Regions from separate parts of the Mus musculus genome. Here region 2 is linked to region 1. Evidence: chromatin contacts called from public Hi-C data. All regions are on one chromosome and are shown on one strand. Each heading gives the region's core, a stretch centred on a gene start, on an enhancer-like site or on the middle of the called end of the contact. The rest is flanking DNA. Distances are from core to core; before and after follow the strand shown.

The links. A called contact is a pair of places that touch in the nucleus more often than the background predicts.
Region 2: a Hi-C map of embryonic stem cells shows a contact between it and region 1, with 1.9 times the contacts expected there. The contact joins the promoter of Tmem81 here to the enhancer-like site in region 1. A contact is called at or near these places in 2 of 39 promoter capture datasets (the C10 cell line and pre-B cells), 19 of 484 Hi-C or Micro-C datasets (the Ba/F3 cell line, the F1.1 cell line, the G1E-ER4 cell line and 5 more) and 2 of 9 other capture datasets (embryonic stem cells and liver).

What each region holds. Positions count from the first base shown.
Region 1 is chr1:132,156,162-132,159,051 of GRCm38.p6, forward strand. No RefSeq gene overlaps it. Among named protein-coding and RNA genes, the nearest start is that of Gm30242, 7.0 kb to the left of the region's middle. Within about 2 kb of position 1,395, at least 19 of the 459 cell types and tissues checked have an H3K27ac peak or open chromatin away from gene starts, as enhancers often do. A contact at or near this core is called in embryonic stem cells, where this site is marked.
Region 2 is chr1:132,504,798-132,507,687 of GRCm38.p6, forward strand. It overlaps Tmem81 (transmembrane protein 81), which reads left to right and starts at 1,433. Exons shown (of 2, transcript NM_029025.3): 1 at 1,433-1,699; 2 at 2,368-2,890. The coding sequence starts at 2,661. Rbbp5 (retinoblastoma binding protein 5, histone lysine methyltransferase complex subunit) reads left to right here. Exons shown (of 14, transcript NM_172517.2): 14 at 1-868.

The DNA.
Region 1 (2,890 bases), core at 145-2,644:
CCGTCAAGTAGCATGCTTCTGAGTGTAGACTTGGCCAGGGGGCTGCATATTTATCACACCCAGAGTTCCCCAGAGGGAAATGATACAGACCCTGCTCAGACTGGTGGTGAAGCAGGGTTAAGATCCAAACCAGAGAGGTGATAAAACTGTTGCTTTCTCTAGCATCCTGTGTCGCTCCAGAGACCCCTAAACCAAACAGAGATGGAGGTGAGAGCCCAAGGTTTTCGGAGTAGTTGGGCACAGGCTCTACGGCTGAGGTGTGGCCTGAGGCTCCCAAGAGTGGAAACTAGAAATGAATTAGGTCCCACGAAGAGAAGACAGAGTGGTGGGCAGGACCACGAAGAAACAGAACAACGAAAAGGGACTGAAAAGGAGCAGTCAGACAGGAGCTGAACATGAATGAATTTGGTGGAGACTCCCACATCTTAGAGCAAAGTTTGGGGGTTTCACCCAGCTTCCAGGTTTTTGTTCGCCTGCAAGCTAAGAGCAGTTACACTTTTTCTTTGGGTTCTAAGTGCTCAGCCGCTCCAAAAACCTTGGGCTCTCACTTCCATCTCTGTTTGGTTCAGGGGTCCCTGGAGTGACACAGGATGCAACAGCTTTATCAGATACTTAACAGAACTCACGGCTCTGGACAAAGTTTTTCATTTAAAAAAAAATGCTTGAAAAAGATATAAGAAGCCGGGCATGGTGGTGCACGCCTTTAATCCCAGCACTCAGGAGGCAGAGGCAGGCGGATTTCTGAGTTCAAGGCCAGCCTGGTCTACAAAGTGAGTTCCAGGACAGCCAGGGTTATACAGAGAAACCCTGTCTCGAAAAACCAAAAAAAAAAAAAAAAAGGTATAAGAGATAATTTTTTTTGTAATGACTGAAATAATACGAGGCTCCAATTTCAACGTCAGTTAATAAAGTTTTATTGGCACACAGCCATGCCGTTAGGCTTTGTCCTTGACTAATTCCTGCTACACCGGTGGACAGAGGTGGGTAGTTCCAACACAGGGCTCACAGGTTTAGAGCATTTATTATTTGTCCCCTGACCTCAAAGCTTGCAGTCCTTTACCCTAGAAGAAAAGGGTGGTGGGCCCTGGAAAGAAGGGGGACCTTGAGCTTCTGATGGAGGTGGGGACACAGGAGCAGTGGCCTCTCCAAGAGCCTTCCTAGATTCTGCCACAATAAAAACATTCCCCACTTAAGAACCCGAATCTTCCCAGTCCTGTTTCCCACAGCCTGATCCACCACTACGAAGGCAAGTATATACCTCTAACTCTTAAGATCTCTATCAGCACAGGGAAAGATAATGGCAGACCTTGAAGGTTTGTTGACACTTCTGAAAGATACCAGCAGCTCAGCGGCTTGTGAGGTGAATGTACTTCCAGGCTCGGCCACTAGAGGGCAGGAAGGCCCTGCTGGCTGCTCGGAGGTCTGCAGGATTCCCGACCTGGGAAGAGATGCCCTCCCCTGCTGTTTACAACCGTGCCCTTTGATCAGCTCACAGCCTGCCAAGGACCAGGCTAATGCAGAGCTTCCCACTGCGTCGAGGCAGGTCTCCTTCTTGCCTTTTCTCTGTTTCTGCCTTGCAGAACAGACTGACGGGAACCATGAAGGTAAATGGTCCCTGCACAGGTCTATATCATATAAAGGACGCTTTACTCACACCCCAACACCGGACCGTTTGGCATAAATCTAACTCCATTCTCTCTTCAGAGAATATCCTGCCTCCCTCCCACCAACCCATCCTTGTTGATAGGGCTGTAGGGATCCTGAGGATGACCTGTTGGGCGAGGGAGATCGGCAAGAGGGAGGCAGGCCAGAAGGTGCAGTTCCAGAGGTAGCAGGCACCAGGGCACACAGCTGCCATGAGGAGTAGGCTCTTCTAGACAGCTCGGCATTGTGGTGTAGTGCCTGACTGCTGAGAACACACCGCTGCAAGGCAGCGGGGCTTCCCCACAGGTAGATGCCTGGCATGGCCTGACAGGTAAGGAAAGTAGAGAGAACAGCTCCAGGAACCAGCCACTTTAGCTCAGAGTATACTGAAACACCTCACTGAAACAAGGGCGCCCACTGCGGGGCTGTGATGTTCTGGGCCCTGTGGGCTCTTTGCCATACAGGATGGCGAGCCAGTCAGGAGAGTCTAGGCTATTTGTTCTCAGAGGAAAACTCTCTCAGTTCAAAGTGCTGCCTGTCACATCCCCCACACCCCTCCACCCCAGACTCCACATTCCCAGCTTCCCCTATCCAAGCACCAACATGGGACTTGTCGGTTGGCTGCTTTGCAACTCCTGTTGCAGATCCCCACGGAATCTCCTTCAGCCTGCCGCATGTTCACTCTGGGGCTAGAGTCTCACTCCATGATCTTGTTACATGGAAGAGAATGCATCCCACAGTATCAGAGAAAACCTTGGAAAGCAACATCTTTACTCTGAAGAGCCTCTGAAGAGCTCAGGGGCTGGCAGGAATTTGGTGGAGGGTCTATCTTGCTCCTCCAGAGGAGACACATGTTGCAGGAGGGCGGGGAGGGAGGACGCCACACCAGGAGCAGAGGGTCTGGGAAATTCAGGGTTCTTCAAGAAATGGTGGTTCTGCTGTGAAGGAACAGGGGATGGGGATGGGGGTGGGGGAGGAGAATGAGACAGGGAGGGAGGTACCGGGGAGCATGAGGTAGCATCTCTATTATCTGGGTGACCTACAGGGTAATAATGTCCCAGGCTGAACCCAGTGACCTCCTGAAGACCTTTCTCTGTTCCTGCAGCCTGCCTGGCTGGTGACACACCCTCCTCTAAGCACCCTGCCAGGAACAGGCAAATTCCCCCTCGCCCCTCCCTCTTCCCAGCTCAGCAGTCCCTGCCAGCTCCACAGTTTGCCAAGTTTACCTCTCAGTTTTCTCAAATCC
Region 2 (2,890 bases), core at 183-2,682, 350 kb after region 1:
CTGTGAAAGGTTGCTTAGCTTTTACCCTTCTCTTTCTCACCTTGGCTCTCTCTGCATTTGCTGTTCTTTTAATAAAAATAGCAAATTGAATGGATTTGTACAATAAGTGTTTGAAATTTTCTGAAAATCCAAAGTCAGGAAGCCAAGTGTGCGAAGGGTTAGTGACGCCTCTGGCAATAGCTTTGGCTTGCCCTGGGCCATACTCTGTCAGCACTGAAAGGAGGTTTAAATACTATGCTAATTGTGAAATCTCTTATCAGTTGGTGGAGGCTCCTTCAGACAGCCAAACCCGTTGATTACATTGTACTGTGGTAGATGTGACAGGGACACGCTGGAAGTTTCTAGTTCTGTTGCTCCTGTGCTGCTTCCAAGTGTGAGTGAGACCAATGGTTGTGATTGGTAAGTGGCTCACGGGATGTTTTTATTTGTAGACATTACCTCCATGTCATGTCTCTGTACAGCACACTGCAGTGGTGTGCAAGCTGATGCAGGGGTTTCTGCCTTCCCTGTGTGAAGTGGCTTGATTTCCCTCCATCTGGATGCTAATGCTGTGTCCCATTTCCATTAATGAGCTACTGAGTAAATCAGCTCAAACCCTGCCAGATTGTCTCTGGCAGCAGCTCCTAATAATTATTTATGCTTTGGGAATCTTTTTGTCGGCTTCTAGAACCTTCCGTCCACTCTCAGCTTAGGTTTTTGATTTGTGTAATATATGTATATTCTTTTTCCTTGCTGTCGTCCTCCCTGCCTCTCCGTTTTGTTTCTTAAAATGTTCTGTAGTTTTGTACAAGATGAGACTTAGCCTTGGGTACTTCTTGCTAAAGCTTTAATGCTTTGTAAATAAAATTGGATGTTTATTAAACCACAAGTATACATGCTTGTTTGTAAACACTGCCTGCTTCTGGAACTCAGCAGCCATCTTTGTGTTTGTACAGTAGAAAATACGTGTGGATTTTAGATCTTTCTCTGTGGTCATTTGGATCTGGAAAGGTCAGGCAGTTTGGAGTCCTTCCGTTGTCCAAACTAGAAATAAATGATTTGAGCCAAAAGCTGATGTTAATGAAAACAGTCACATAGGGTTTTCTTATTATAAGCTTTGAAGAGGCCACAGTGCTAGGCATTCAGGGAGGTTATAGTAGTGCACCTAGAGGTTCTAGCCTTCCAAGGATCTTTGTTAGTCTAAATGTAGTTAATATTCTTCCTTGTTAATCCTGTTCTCTGATGAAGTAATTTTAACATCAATACAGAATAGTTGTTATCTCATAAAGAATAAGATATCTCAGAGACTCAAGTAGTATGGTTTCAAAGATTACCAAATCTGTCTGCTTGCTACTCTGTTCTGTCGCTAAGAACCCATCTTTAGCATCATAGCTGCTTCATAGCAACCTTCATTGATGCGAACAATGAGCTCTTCTGTGCTGCGGGGGTAAATAGAGCAGACCAGAGTCAGGCAGCACCAGTCCGCCTCACACTAGGCAGGTCCTGATTCACTTAGAACAGGACGAGCTGCCTCTGCCATAGCGTACTCACTTGCTCCTTTGGAAGGGTGTGTTGGACTAAGTCTCTAACCTGGGCTGGTCTCACATGGGTGTATAGCTGAAGCTGACCTGGAACTTGTGATCTTCGTGAGTGCTGGGAGAAGGGCTGTGCAAACTCCCAGTTTATGTGGTGATGGGGATCAAAACCGAGCTTCATGCAGGTGCAGAACGCGTGCTGCCACACTCCACTAAAGCTTTTTCTTTTCAGGAGACAGGTCTTAGAGTTAGCCCGTTTAGCCCAGGCTAGCCTTGAATTTGCCAGCAGTCCTGCCTCTTTGAGGCTGCTGTCACCATACCTTGCTTTCCATTTCTTTGAAAGTCTATACAGTGAAGGTAGTTAAACCTGGGAATGGGGCTTTCAGGTGCAGTGTTCAAAGGGACCTACCTGAAATGGACAAGGGGGGAGTCACGTGGCTCCAGCCCAGAGTTGTCTGTTTTTTTCAAGACGGTTTCTTGGTGTAACAGCGCTGGTTATCCTGGAACTCGATCTGTGGACCAGGCTGGCCTTGAATTCACAGAGATCCACCTGCCTCTGTCTCCTGAGTTCTGGGATCAAAGGTATGCGCCACCAGGCCCAGCCAAAGTTATCTTTCTAATAGAGGTGGTTTAGGAATATTCACAGTAAATTATTCAAGATATTCGAATTAACATCCTAGCCCAACCTTGCCTCACCCCTTTTGTAAGACTGGTTTTGTATCTGATCAGATTTAGTACGGGACTTTGAAACTCTCCCACAGTTTGGGAGGGAGGGAAAGAGTTAGCTTATACACCTGGGTAACATGGAAATTCACTTCAGCTTCTCAGGTCTTTTCCTTTTTTCCTTCTAAAGCCTGTGGGTTTAAGTTCATTAGGAAGCGACCAGAATTGTGCCCTGGAAGACGCCCCTGGCAGGCTTAAGCAAGCAAGCTTAGAGAGTCAAGCGACAATACTGTAAAAAGTCTTCCTGCCTGTGGCCTTACCTAAGACTATGGACCCCGCTTCTGTGCACATCTGTGCATGTGTCTGTTTTGCTGACAACTGTACATTATAATCTCTCAATGCTCAGGGCTATTCCAAGCTGGAGGCTCTGTTGTGGTACAATAGAACATTCATCTGGAATGCCTGCTAGTAAAATACTGAGTCATGAAGACTGGGGCCATCGTTTTTATCCTTAGGAGTCTGTTATCAATAACCTACCTGCCTTTGGTGTTGATGACACTGGACATCCCTGAGGAGCTACAAAAAGCCGTGGGGAGAGTCATTGTCAATGCCACAGGATGCAGTGTTACATGTGGCCTTGGCTACAAGGAAGAGACGGAGTGCGAGGTGGGTCCCGACGGAGTGAGGAGAAACTGCACGTTCCAGCGTTTGGA